Regions from separate parts of the Mustela erminea genome. Here region 2 is linked to region 1. The links are chromatin contacts, called in public Hi-C maps. All regions are on one chromosome and are shown on one strand. Each heading gives the region's core, a stretch centred on a gene start, on an enhancer-like site or on the middle of the called end of the contact. The rest is flanking DNA. Distances are from core to core; before and after follow the strand shown. Region 1 holds the start of TMEM87B (transmembrane protein 87B). Region 2 holds the start of ANAPC1 (anaphase-promoting complex subunit 1).

Region 1 (3,746 bases), core at 647-3,146:
TCAGAACAGGCACTATTCCCAGCCTTTCTGGTACTGTTCCTTCTTGGTAAATCTTTTCTTGGCATCAGGCAGTTTCTTCACATGTAGAAACTGATCAGTTCTTGCTGAAGATTTGAGGAGAACCATCTAGAGATCCCAAGATTCCCTCATTGTACAGCTCTTTCCTCTCCAAATTCAGTCCTACAAACTAGCATTGGATTCCATCTTCCAGCCTCTGGGAATCTTCTAGGTCTGCTTTGGTTTCTCTTCCCCATATTTTGATCTGGAAACTTTTTTAAGCTAGTAAGCTGGACCAATAAGAGGGCCTGAATTAATCTATCTATCTATCTATCTATCTATTTCTTATGGAATGTGATAATTGTCCATTACCTGCTGTCCAGTGTCTTGAAAACTGTTGTTTCATATTTGGTCTGTTTATTGTTGTTGTTTTAGGCAGGAGGGTAACTTGGTCCCACTGCTCCATCTAGCAGAAGTCTCCTACAAATTTTTATAAATTTTAAAAAAGATTTTATTTATTTATTTGAGAGAGATAGCAAGAGAGAGCATGAGCAGGGAGGAAAGGGAGAAGCAGGCTGGGGCTGGATCCCAGGACCCTGAGATCATAACCTGAGCTGAAGGCAGAGGCTTAACCCACTTAACTACCCAGGCGCCCCAGTGACAGTAGTTCTAGTCTGCCTTGGAAGCTATGTTTTAATAAAATAGCCACAAAATCTAAATGACAACAGTACTTATACTTTAATAATGTAAAATCCTTGTTGAGTCTATTACCAGCAATCTGTACAAATGTGCAATACTTAGCACTAAGCCACACAATATTTGTTGACTGAATTAAGGTTTTAATGATTTTAATCATATACATATACATATATATACATAGCATCATCAACTGAAGTTGGAAGTTAAAGACTTCTGGATAACAAAGACATTTACAGTACACGAATTTATAGCAAATATCTTTCAAACTGCTAGTGCCACCTACTGGGCAGGATTGGCCAGTGTTCCAGAAATCTATCTCCGTGCTCTCAAATTTTGATGGTTGTATAACAAGGAAGCATTAGTAAACAATAAAAATCTGGCACAATAAAAAAATTATATATAATTACAAGTTTCTTGTGAAAAGGAGCTATCACAAATTCAATCTTCACATTTATATATGTACATGAATCTCAACTCAGAACACTGGACTAGACCCTCAGTAATTACTGGCTGAGTAAGTGACTAGAGTGACTGATAAGGCAGAGAGAGCCTCTTGACTATAAATCAGTTCTATTTTAAGTTATAACAATATTAATCCGGGATTGTATTCTTCCTCTGGACATTACTTACATTTGACAATAAAGGAGTTCTCTTTGACAGCAAGCTTTCAAAGACGAAAACGCTGGGCGAAGTACACAATAAGATAGACGTAAGCCCTGCCACTTTCAGCTTTAAGTAACCAGGAGGCTTTATTTGTCTGAAAATTACTAACTGTGCTACCGACGTTACGCTTGGGTTCAGGGACCCTGACCTCAAAGTACTTTCTGGACCACTTTCCATGAATTTAGAGAACGGTTTGTTTCCCTTGAGCTGAGAGGACTGGGGTAGGAGCACGTGCAGAGGATGCAAGAAACTGAGACACAAAGAGCAGAAGTTTGACATGAAACCATCCCATACTCTCCACTAAGCTCGGACCACAACCACAGTTAAATCTAGGACCTGAATTTTCGACTTCAGGCTGGCCCTGCCTCCCAGCCTGCTCCGACCCCAGTATGGTCCCGCCCACACCCCGCCTATTCCCGTAGCCCGCCTCCACACTCGGGCCCTCCCCTTAGTCCCGCCTCCCATCCCGGCCCCACCCCCAAATCTAGCCCCGCCTCCCCACTCCGGTTCCGCCCCGAGGCCCGCCTCCACTCTCTGACCCGCCCACCCCTCCTAGCCTTGCTCTAGTTTCTTTAGCTCCACGCCTGCGCCCGGGCCTCAGCCCAGCTTCGCGGGCCCGAACCGCGCCTCCTCGCCCAAGCCCAAACCCCCTCGTCCACCTCCCAGTTAGAGACACACCACCCGACCCGAGCCCGCCTCCCGGGGGCGGAGCTCACCAGGTGCGGACCCGGGGCGTGGCGGGCGTCTCGGAGCGCCAGGTGCGGCTTCCGTGTCAAGATGGCCGCCGCCTGCCGCATCGGAGCCCGGCTGCAGCCCGGATGCCGCCTTCTTGTCGGGGCCCCGCTGCTTCGCGTCGCCCTCTACCTCCTGTGCTGGGCGCCGGCGGCTGTGGGCGCCGTCCCGGAGCCCGGGCTCTGGGCAGCGACGGTCAACGACGTAAGTGGAGCGTGGAGACCGAGGCGTGGCGCGTCTCGGGCCCTACCGGTCCTGCGGAGCTCGCTGCGACCACCGGGCCCGGGCCCCCGGGCCGGGGACTTGTTCATCTGGTTTTTACCCGGCCTGCTCCGGCTCGGTGATACGGCCCCTGAGTTTTTCGTCCGTTATGGACCGGGAGAGCCCCCTTCTCCGGCCCGACCTAGGCTGTGGGGAATCCTGTGCCTGAGGACGGCTCTCCCTTCTGAGCGCTGGAACTGTACCTAAGGATCGCCTTCCCGAAGTCCTGGCGCCTGTTGGCCTCTGACGCGTTCTGGCTCGTCCAGGTTCTTGTTTATTCAGACCCGAGCCCCCAGATCCCTTGGCACTCGCTCAGGCCCGCATCTTTTCCGTTTGACCCCACCTCGGGCCCGGGTGCAGCCGCAGAGACACACCCGTGAGGCCACTCTAGACAGGACTTTCCCAGGCTTCACTCGGCATAAACTTAAAAGCCTGTGTGCCGCTTTTGTTTTTTGTTTGTTTGTTTGTTTCTTTAAACAAGGAGGAAACATGGAGCAGCCACCCCACCCCTTTTTCGCTCTTCTAGGGTTCCTGAATTTCTCTAGGGCTCCTATCATAGTTCTGGGAATGTGTGTGTGGAGATGCGGAGGGATGGATGATTAAGGAGGGCTTGAAAGGCTAGTCTGGAGGCATGAGCGTATGGAAACTTCCTTTCCAGGACAGGCCATTTGAGAACTTGATATCCAGGAGTCACATGAGATGATGTAGGAACGACGCAGGAGTAGAATTTTGGAAAGCCTTGCTGAAGAGGGACAGGAAATCGGGAAGAGGCCTTATCCCTTGCTTTTCTAGTCAGATGATTCAACCAGCTCTGTTTTAAGATGACTATTTTCCACATGCATTGGAAATGCTGTTTGAGCCTTAAAGGCAAAACTTACATTTTTATTTACTCAAACAGAAAAAATTAGTACCAGGTGCTACCATTCCTTTGAGGATTATTCTGGGTTGGCGTCCCATTATACGTGTCAGTGACAGAGCGTGCACATCTCTATTATTGAATTTATCTGAACAGTAAAAAGCAAAATTCAGAGAACCACACTTGTGGTTTCATGGCGCTTTAGCGAATGACAATATCATAAACTTAGAGTAAACAATACTGGGAGTGAACGAGCCGTGCACAGATTCTTAAACTACTTGATCATTATCTGCAAAACTCTTTGCCAGCTATACTTTGGGTGGTGAAACTCCAATGGCCCTGAAGAAAAAATGACTTTACTTTCTGCTTTAGGAAGGTAAATTTTTCCTTGGGTCCTTTATCAGATCAGTAGCAGTCCATCAATCTCTTCTTTGTGGAGAATACACTGATTTCCCCCCCACCCCATTTCAAGCTGTTAGAATTTGTCCTTAAGAAAAGAAAGGCTCAGTGGGTTATAGCCTCTGCCTTTGGCTCAGGT
Region 2 (3,711 bases), core at 874-3,373, 150 kb before region 1:
GGCGAAGCTGAAGGTTCAAAGCATTAGGGTGGTGCTTGCAGTGGTCTCGACCAAAAGGAACAAATTCCTGCAAATCCCCGGCTGCAATCATCGTTGCCCTTTCTTCATAGAAGTTCGACATGGGTTCCAAATATCAACATTATTTCTGCATGAATTCAAACACATTCTGGTCAGCTTCTAACATCAAAACCAGAATAAAAATATCATAAAAGTTTACAGAAGAGTCATTAATCCTTAGATGAGTGTCAAACAATCCTATTATATTGTAGGTATACAAGTAATCATAACATCAAAAGGCCCTCCAGATTTCATGAGAAGCATACTAAAAGGATCACCGGCATATTGAAACAACAACAAAAAAATTACTTCTAACTCATCAGTAGTTGAAGTACTGCTTTGGTTGACCAGTCCACAAAAGACCTAATAAACTCTCAAGTGTCATCCACAGTTTTGACACCCCAATTCATTTAAACATGAATTACAACCAATTCCAATTTTTGGTCAAACCAGAACCAAGGCAGGAATAATCCTGGCCATGAAATATTCATGCTTGTAGCAAATTTAAGAGTGCTATCTTTTAATCTATTACAGCACAGTTCATTAGATGTAGATGAGCTGTGGGTGGAAAAATACTTCTTTACCTCCAAAACATTTCTGTATACAGCAACCGACAGCTAATAAAATTCTGATACTCTGCAATATGGTATGTAAAGTGGAAGCCAGTTCTGTCTGAGACAACACCGACATTAGAAATAGGTTTTGTGGCAACACATTTAAACTGCAATCCTCGAACAAAGAAATCAAAACAAACACTTGATGTCAACACCACAGACAACGTTTAGTATCTGGAAAGCACTCAAAATGAAGAGTTTAATTAAATTTGATTTAGAGTTCTCATTTGAGATGTTTTTTTGGGCATCAGTGGTTTTCCTTGCTGCACTATCTCAAAGCCTCTTTAGCTCCTATGCAGCAACCAGGGTTGCAAACCTATTTTGCTGTGAATTAACATTATTCCTGAGACAACTGTATGTCACAATGGTGGCACTTACTTCCTCCTGCTAAAATTCAGAATTGAGAACAGTTGAATTTAGGACATAACTAATAACGTGCCTTATAAAACTTACAAGAAAACAACAAAACTCTGCTGGTCTTCCTATTTCCTAGTCAACAGGACAGCCAGCATTAAACTTGCGACTTTATCCAACTTCAGTTGTGCAATTTCGAAATGTTATTCTATTAAAACTTTGAGAAAATTACATTATTACAAAATTATTTTAACAGTGCAGTATCTTTTTGTACGATTAAAACATATTTAATACCTTTATAGTAACCCAAATTTCTATGTGCTTAATAGGGCAACATAAAAAGCTACATATAAAAGTACTATATTACATTGATAAGCTATAAATCAAGTTATCGGCATTGTTTACAATAAACAAAAACTACCCTGCCAAAGGTAACCACAAAACTGCTTCGAGAAGAGAGAAACCCAAATGCACAGGAAAGGCATCATGCGTAGAGCAGGAACAGCCTCTTTAGGGTTAGATGAAACCCAACAAGCTAAGCCCCTGGGCCTCAAAAAAAATCCTGACCGAGAAGCAAGGGGCCGATATAGAAGCTGAGGCCCACATGGGACACTGCATCTAGCTCTGGAAGGAAGTCGGCGAGGAGCGGCACGGGGAGGTGCACCCCGGAAAGCCCAGTCCGCAGGCCGGGGGCCACTTGGCGCAAACGCGCGCTCAGGGCCTGCCCCTAGGCTCCCTGCCCTCTGGTCACCGAACGCAGGTCAGCTCGGGGTGGGTGCAGGGTCACAGGGCACGCGGTGAACCACCGGACGCTGCGGGCCCAGGCCCACACCTGTGTAACTCGGGACGCGTCAGGCGCGGCGAGCCCCGGCTGCTCCCCGGAGGCGCGGGGCCGAGGGGGCCCGAGGGCAGCGGCGGGGTCGGTCACGGTGACTCCTCGGCCGCTGCAGCTTCTCATTCCCTCTCCCTCCCCTATTCCGGAGGAAGAACGGGCAGCAGCTACTGGCGCGACAGCGAACGACAAGCAGGTACAGGCAGGAGTGCTAGGAAGCCACTCAGGCGAGATGTTCAAATGAACGCGTCCATCTTGGCTTTCCCGTCCTGCCTCGCGCAGGGGCGGGGCGGGGCGGGGTGGAGCGTCGCGGGTGGCGCGCGGCCGGGCCTGGGTCCTAGCGCCCGCGCAGCTGGGGAAGAAAGTATGAGGCAGGATGTGCAGGGTGCTTCATCTCCCTGCGCGCAACGTGGATCTCTGAATCCGGCCTGTGTCTGCTGGAGTGTGTACCGTGATAGCTCCCTCCTGGCATCCAAGATCTTTCTCCAGGTCATGTCATTACAACTGAAACTGCCTCTTACCTCTGAATGAGGAGATATTCAGGCTGGTTTCACTCCAGTCTCCTAGTCCCCAAACGGGAGCTATGTACTTCCAGGCTTAGGACAGAAAGGGACGTGCTGATTTTCTCTCTTTGGCAGGGCACTTTAACTTTTTGGGTTCCGGACCCTTAGAAAAGTTGATGAAAGTTAGGCAGCCCCCCCCCCCATAAAAACGTAGGTTGCAATTTCTGAGCTTCACAGACACTTCCCCCAAGTGTCTCACAGACAGGGTTTAACCCAGCTTTATCCCTTCCTCTGTGTTTGTGGACTCAACTGTACAATACCACAAGCTCTAATCTCCCATAGCGTGATATCTCTGGGTTAAAACTATTGATTAGCGTGTTATTGCCTAAAAAATAAGTTCAAGTGCTTCATCCAGAAATGTAAAGTGGGCCGAAACTTTTAAGTCCACTGGGATTCTCCTAACACGTTTTGCACTTCCTGGCTCTGGTATCTTGGTCCATTATCTTCCTTTTATTTGGAATGTCAGCCTTCAGGGTTTAGTTTTCTCAAATTCTTCGCTCCAACAGGAAAGAGGCTGCTGAGGACTGAAAGTTTGTGTCCTATCTAAATTCATGTGTGGAAACAATGCCCCACGGGAAGGTATTAGGAAATGGGACCTTTAGGAGGTGCTGAGATCATAAGGGTGGAGCCCACATGAATGGGATTAATGTACTTCTAAAAGAAACCCCACAGAACTCCGGGCCCCTGCCACCAAGTGAGGACACAGCAAAAGACAGCTATCAGTGAAGCCGACAGCAGGTGTCACCAGATACCCAATCTGCCAGCACCCTGATCTTGGACATCCCAGACTTCAAAACTGTGAGAAATAAATACTTGTTGCTTATAAGCCAGGCAGTTTATGGTACTTTTGTTATGGTAGCCCAAAAGGACTAAGCCAGAGACTCTTTAAGAAGCTTGAGTAGACCTGCCTTTCACTGTAGTCATTTGCCTGAAACCAAAATACCCCAGACTTCCCTGGCCTGATACGAGGAACAAATTTTGATCAAGGCAAATTGATCAGTAGGAACAAGGCCAGGAGGAGCCAGACAAATAAATTCCCTTTCCTTCTCCCCCAGGTGGACTAGTGTAAGGCATGGTTTCTCTGCACACCTGTCAGGAGATGTGTGTGGCTGAGCGCGCCACCTGCCAAGCTGATTCCTGATGTTCTGGCATCCTGTGTGAAGCAGCTCCAACTCAGCACTTCTTGTGCTTCCTGCGTCCTTTTCCTTTTCCTTCATGCTCTCCAGCTTGAACATCAACACTCATCAAACTTGTCTTTTAAGGAATGCAGGCAGCATAAGCCATAAAGAGC

Evidence for each region. Hi-C and Micro-C count contacts between places; a contact is called where the count stands out from the background.
Region 2: a contact with region 1 is called in a Hi-C map of fibroblasts, with 7 times the contacts expected there. The contact joins the promoter of ANAPC1 here to the promoter of TMEM87B in region 1. A contact is called at or near these places in 2 of 3 Hi-C or Micro-C datasets (fibroblasts and spleen).

The regions. Positions count from the first base shown.
Region 1 is chr7:104,948,327-104,952,072 of mMusErm1.Pri, reverse strand. It overlaps TMEM87B (transmembrane protein 87B), which reads left to right and starts at 1,896. Exons shown (of 19, transcript XM_032352764.1): 1 at 1,896-2,295. The coding sequence starts at 2,137.
Region 2 is chr7:105,099,564-105,103,274 of mMusErm1.Pri, reverse strand. It overlaps ANAPC1 (anaphase-promoting complex subunit 1), which reads right to left and starts at 2,123. Exons shown (of 48, transcript XM_032352771.1): 1 at 1,593-2,123; 2 at 1-145. The coding sequence starts at 121.